Linked DNA regions of Sus scrofa: region 1 is linked to region 2. Evidence: chromatin contacts called from public Hi-C data. All regions are on one chromosome and are shown on one strand. Each heading gives the region's core, a stretch centred on a gene start, on an enhancer-like site or on the middle of the called end of the contact. The rest is flanking DNA. Distances are from core to core; before and after follow the strand shown.

Region 1 (2,700 bases), core at 52-2,551, 300 kb after region 2:
AATTCTGCTAAATGTTCAAATATTTACTAGCAAGAAGGTGCAAAGGTACAAAAGACTTGCCTGTTCAGAGAGTGGGGGGACCCAGCACCCCAGGGACCCCAGGGGCCCCAGAGCACAGCTCTGAAAACCTCAGGCTGTGGGCTGTCTTCCTTGGTGGTACAAAGATGTTCCGTTCCCTGGAATCTTTCTGGCAACGATTTCTCTCCATCACACACTTCTCTTATGAAAAATGATTCCTAACATCCTTTGGCTAATGAATAAACTCTGTGGTGTAGATTTTAATTACAATGCATATTGAAAAGGTTAATGGAGAGCAGATGCCTGACTAGGGTGTTTCAAATACTAAGGGACTGTCATTGAGGTGGAGACTGGAGGTAATTTACATGCACACGTGCTCAGATGCCACGATGCCTCTGAAGCATTCAAAGCCAAAGCGCTGGGAAGCCCAGGATCCAGCTCAAAGGTGAAGGTGTCTGGGGCAGTGTGTCCTGAGGATGGGGAGCCCTCAGTGGGTGCTAGCTGTCCCTGGTGGTGGCTCTGGTCTTTTCCAGGCAGGCTTGAGAGGTGTCTATGGGGACGAGGTTTGGAGACCCCGATGTTGTGGGCACGTGATGGGTCGTCGTCCCTTGCTCTGGATCAGGTTGCAGTCTGCACTGACCTCCCCCTGACTCAGGCTACCTTGGGCAGATCACTGGGTGGAAGCCCAGAGGAGGCATAGCCCTGGCCACTTCCTTCGCATCTGGGCCAACCAATTTACCAGGCTGGCTCAGACTGGCTGCTGTTCTCTGTGACAGCATGGGTGAACCCCCTCCCCACTTTTTCCCACTGTGAGCCTATCCCTCCTGCCCTCTGCAAACCCCAAATGCACGTCTGCATGATAGACAGCATCTCCCTAAATCTTACTCCCTGGATCCCAGCTCAGGGCATCACCAAGCATGGAGAAGAGAAGAAAAAGACAAGTGGGCAGTGGGCGGGAGGGTGAGGAATGCAATGCAGACCCCTGTCCTGATGTGGCCACCCCCTCCCTGCCACCTTTCTGGGGGGGTCCACTGCAGCCGGCCCAGCCACTGGGGCATGTCCCTCTGTGACAGCGCCTGGCTCACCTCCAGGGTCAGAAACTTTGTAGCCCCTAGTTCCCTGGCTGGGAAGAGGCTGGGAAGGTCCCAAGTTTAGGAAAAGGTGAGCTTGCATAGGTAGGATGGTGCCTTCTGCTTGTTCGCGTATACCTTAACCCTGCTACAGTGGTGCCCAGGGCTGCTTGTGGAAGAAAGGACTACATTTCCCAGCATCCCTTGTAGCTGGGGGTGGCCACGTGACTTGCTTCTCACCAATGGGATGAGAGCAATGAACCCAACTTCCCTTTCTCTTCCCCCTTCCTGCTGGCTGGACCTCCGATTCCGAAACCACTTTCCTGGCTGTTTCTGTGACGCCGTGAAGCGGCCGCACCAGCCCTGGACCATTTGCACTGGGATTGTTAGGAGGGAGGGAAACACAGCTCTAAGATGATTAAGTCCTCTGGGGTCTCGGCCACATTTGAACTCAGCTTAATACACTGAGTGATCCACTGGGTCATTTTAAATGAGTGGATGCCGCTTACACATGTTTGCATCTACACTGGCACCACTGCCAGAGGGATTTAGTAAAAAACCATGCAGTGCAAGGCGCTCCCCTTGTGACCTCTTCTCTCCCAGGTCGTTCCTTCCCCCTCTTCCTTTTTCATCTTTCCCCCATGTCCACTCCTCCATGGGCTCAGGGGGCTGAGGGTCCCAGTGGGAAGGATGCCTGGAGGGAGGGCTTTCTTTTGCCGAAGGACGAGGACGTGAGGGCTAGGCAGAGCCCAGCACCCTGCAGGCTGGCCGCACACTGGGCGCCAGAAGGACCTCACCAGGGGCTTCAAGATGGGGGCATGGTGGCACAGGCAGAACTCCCCACAGTTTCTCCAAACTCATATTTCAGAAATTGGGCTGTTTCCCCAGAGACCTGAGAGAAAACTGTCAACATAAGCAGATCTTAGAGGTAACAAATGTGATGAAGCGTGAAAGAGCTTTGTTTAGAGACCAGGGAGGAAGAGTGGAGAATTGCCACCTGACCAAGGGGGCCCCTTTTGGTCACTGGACTGTTGGCTGCCCCAGAGGCGGGGGGAAGAAGTCTCTATCATATTGTGGAGGGGTCCACTTTAATTTTTGAGGGTGCTGAAGGCTCAATATGTCATGTATCCAAAGGCCTCAGACCAACTAACTCAGTGCTGGCTGTTTTCTTTCTTTTCTTTTTTTCTTTTTTCTTTTTTTGTCTTTTTAGGGCCGCACCTGCGGCATATAGCAGTTCCCAGGCTAGGGGCTGAATCAGAGCTGCACCTGCTAGCCTACGCCACAGCCACAGCAACGCCAGATCTGAGCCATGTCTGCAACCTACACGTCAGTTCACGGCAATGACAGATCCTTAACCCACTGAGAGAGGCCAGGGATCCTCTCTCATATCCTCACAGATACTAGACAGGTCCACTACCGCTGAGCCACAACGGGAACTCCTCTTTTCTTTTTTCTTTCTTTCTTTCTTCTTTTTTTTGGCAGAGCCCACAGAACGTGGAAGTTCCTGGGCCGGGGATTGAACCCACGCACATCAGGGGCCCAAGCTGCTGCACTGAGAACACTGGATCCTAAACCCACTGTGACACAGGAGAAATCCTTTTCTGTTTTGTTT
Region 2 (2,700 bases), core at 184-2,683:
CAGGGAGCCCGATGGATGGGCCAGGCAGCACCAGGGAGCCTGGCTCCGCTGGTCCCGGGGCCTCCCCTCAGGGCTGGCGTCTCTCTCTCCCTCCCACCCCGGGTGCAGGTTTGGGGGCGGCCCTGCCGTGAACCACCTGTACGTGTGCTCCATCTGCCAGGTGGAGATCGAGGCGCTGGCCAAGCGCAGGCGGATCGAGATTGACACCTTCATCAAGGTGCGCGGGGCGGGGCTGGGGCGGGGCGGGGGGGGGGGGGGGGGGGGGGGGGGGGGGGGGCGGGGCTGGGGCAGGCGGGGCGGGGCGGGCTGGGGAGCCGGTACCCTGGCCACACCTGGAAGGTGTTCACTGGCAGGAGTTGGGCTGAGGAAGTCGATCCCTCTGCTTGGGGGACTGTTGAACAGCTATTAAAGGCGTAGGTGCGGCCATTTGGGGCTGAATGAACCTTTATTTATTTTTTTTTTTACTTTTTCTTTTTGTCTTTTGTATTTTCAGGGCCACACCTGCGGCATATGGAGGTTCCCGGGCTAGGGGTCTAATCAGAGCTGTAACTGCTGACCTACGCCACAGCCACAGCAACGCCAGATCCTTAACCACTGAGCGAGGCCAGGGATCGAACCCTCAACCTCATGGTTCCTAGTCGGATTCGTTAACCACTGAGCCACGATGGGAACTCCAATAACAATCAAATATAAATAAATAAAAATAAACTGATGTCGCCATGCTTCATTTTAAAAAAAGAAAGAACAGGGGCTTAGGGACCCTCCGTCATTCAACCATAGAGGGTTGGATAAAAGACACTCTGCTTTGTGGCTGTTCAAAAATGATGCGTCAAATTAGTTAACGAGTGAGCCAGGGGATCAAACTAGTGAACGAGTGAGCCAGAGGGTTCTATTCAATGGGCGGGGGTGGGGGGAATAGCATCTGCCCCGTGATCTCAATTGCGTTTTTAAAAAGTTGTGGCTCAGCAATAACGAACCTGACTAGGATCCATGAGGATGCAGGTTTGGTTCCTGGCCTCGCTTGGTGGGTTAAGGAGCCGGTGTTGCCATGAGCTGTGGTGTAGGGATCCCGAATGGCTGTGGCTGTGGCTGTGGCGTAGGCCAGCAGCTGTAGCTCCAATTCAACCCCTAGCCTGGGAACCTCCATATGCTGCAGGTGCGGCCCTAAAAAGGGGAAAAAAAAAAAAGTCACTGACAAGAGAGTCCCCAAAATGTTAGGGGCAGCTGTCTGAGTGGTGGGATTGTGGGAGATATTTACTTTCTGTGAGCTTGTCTGGCACGTCTGAATTTGCTGTTGAGGATCTCGGGTTCTGTGAGTCTGATGAGGACTGGCGGGGTTCGGGGCCTTCACGCCGCCCCTGCCCTCCGCCCCGTCCAGCTGAACAAGGCGTTCCAGGCCGAGGAGTCGCCCAGCGTCATCTACTGCATCAGCATGCAGTGGTTCCGGGAGTGGGAGGCCTTTGTCAAGGGGAAGGACAACGGTGAGTCAAGCAGGGGCCGCACCAGGGGGGACTTGGGGCTGCCGGTGCGGGGAGCGTCCCCGCTCCCTGCGGGGCCGGGGAGCGGCTGCTCTTCCCTCCTGCCAAGCCCTTTCCCTGGGGATTCTGTTGCACAAATAACAGCCTTTAGTTGATAGACGGCTTCAGACTCTTAGCAAAGGACTTGGACCCTGCGTCCTCTGGCCCCTTGATTACAGGGGTGGAAACAGCCCCATCACAGGGCCACTCCCGAGTCCCCCGTGGTCCTCGGAAGGGAACAGCAGAACCCAAGCCCCGCCCTGCACACGGCCCCCCTCACTGCCCCCGAGTCCCACCCCCGGCTGCCGGAGCAGGGTTTGGGGCCTGGCGGAGTCCGCAGAGCCTGGAGGTTCTGGGCGGTGGATGTTCATCTTTCGGAGCATAAGCACCACCAGTGCTCCGGGAAGGGAAGCGCCTGGAGAACCCAGCTCTAGAGTCACAGCCCCCTGGACCCTGGCTCTGGCTTGTGCCAGCCCTGCCCGGCAGTTCCCTCAGCTGTGTCGCCTCCCGCAGTTGTCGAGGCTTTCAAGAGCTAGTGGGGTGCACGGGAAGGGCGCTCAGCAGGTGACTGTTGACATCAGATTAGGTCAAGGTCACCCGGCACTGGACATCCCCCCACCTCACCATGCTAGGGGCCCCTGCTGGGTCCAGGGATGCCCCGAGTCCCTTCTGGCTGTCAGACTTGAGTAGGTGAGCCTTTGGAGCCCCGAGCCCCTCACCCTGCGAGAACTTGACCCTGACCCCTCGGGCCCAGGACACAGGCATCTCTGGGATCACAGGTGTCAGAATCACACCTGGAGAATGGCTCTCGTCTGTTGGGGGGTGGCGGGCCATGGCGGGGCTGGGACTGGGGCTTCTTCCCGCTGCTGCTGAGGCCCAGAGGCCCTGAGCCAGGCTGCGTCTGTTCCAGAGCCCCCCGGGCCCATTGACAACAGCAGGATCGCCCAGGTCAAAGGCAGCGGCCACATCCAGCTGAAGCAGGGTGAGCCTCCCAAGCCCCCCGGGCTCCCCTCTTCCCCCCTGGCTTCCAGGGCCTTCCAGGAGCCTCCTTGTCACCTGTCTGAGTCGGGCTTCATGCATCGGAGACCAGGCCAGGGCTTGAGCAGATGGGCCAAGGTGCTTGGCCTCTGGGGATCCTCCAGCACCACCACCCCCATTCTGCCCCTCACCCACCTGCCCTTTT

Evidence for each region. Hi-C and Micro-C count contacts between places; a contact is called where the count stands out from the background.
Region 1: a Hi-C map of retroperitoneal adipose tissue shows a contact between it and region 2, with 3 times the contacts expected there. The contact joins two enhancer-like sites. A contact is called at or near these places in 12 of 47 Hi-C or Micro-C datasets (alveolar macrophages, embryonic fibroblasts, fetal heart ventricle and 8 more) and 2 of 2 datasets of contacts at active chromatin or transcription factors (alveolar macrophages and skeletal muscle).

What each region holds. Positions count from the first base shown.
Region 1 is chr1:270,336,965-270,339,664 of Sscrofa11.1, forward strand. No RefSeq gene overlaps it. Among named protein-coding and RNA genes, the nearest start is that of HMCN2, 26 kb to the right of the region's middle. Within about 2 kb of position 1,302, at least 47 of the 83 cell types and tissues checked have an H3K27ac peak or open chromatin away from gene starts, as enhancers often do. A contact at or near this core is called in retroperitoneal adipose tissue, where this site is marked.
Region 2 is chr1:270,032,833-270,035,532 of Sscrofa11.1, forward strand. USP20 (ubiquitin carboxyl-terminal hydrolase 20) reads left to right here. Exons shown (of 27, transcript XM_021070139.1): 23 at 109-217; 24 at 1,379-1,481; 25 at 2,428-2,499. Among named protein-coding and RNA genes, the nearest start is that of USP20, 39 kb to the left of the region's middle. Within about 2 kb of position 1,434, at least 3 of the 83 cell types and tissues checked have an H3K27ac peak or open chromatin away from gene starts, as enhancers often do. A contact at or near this core is called in retroperitoneal adipose tissue, where this site is marked.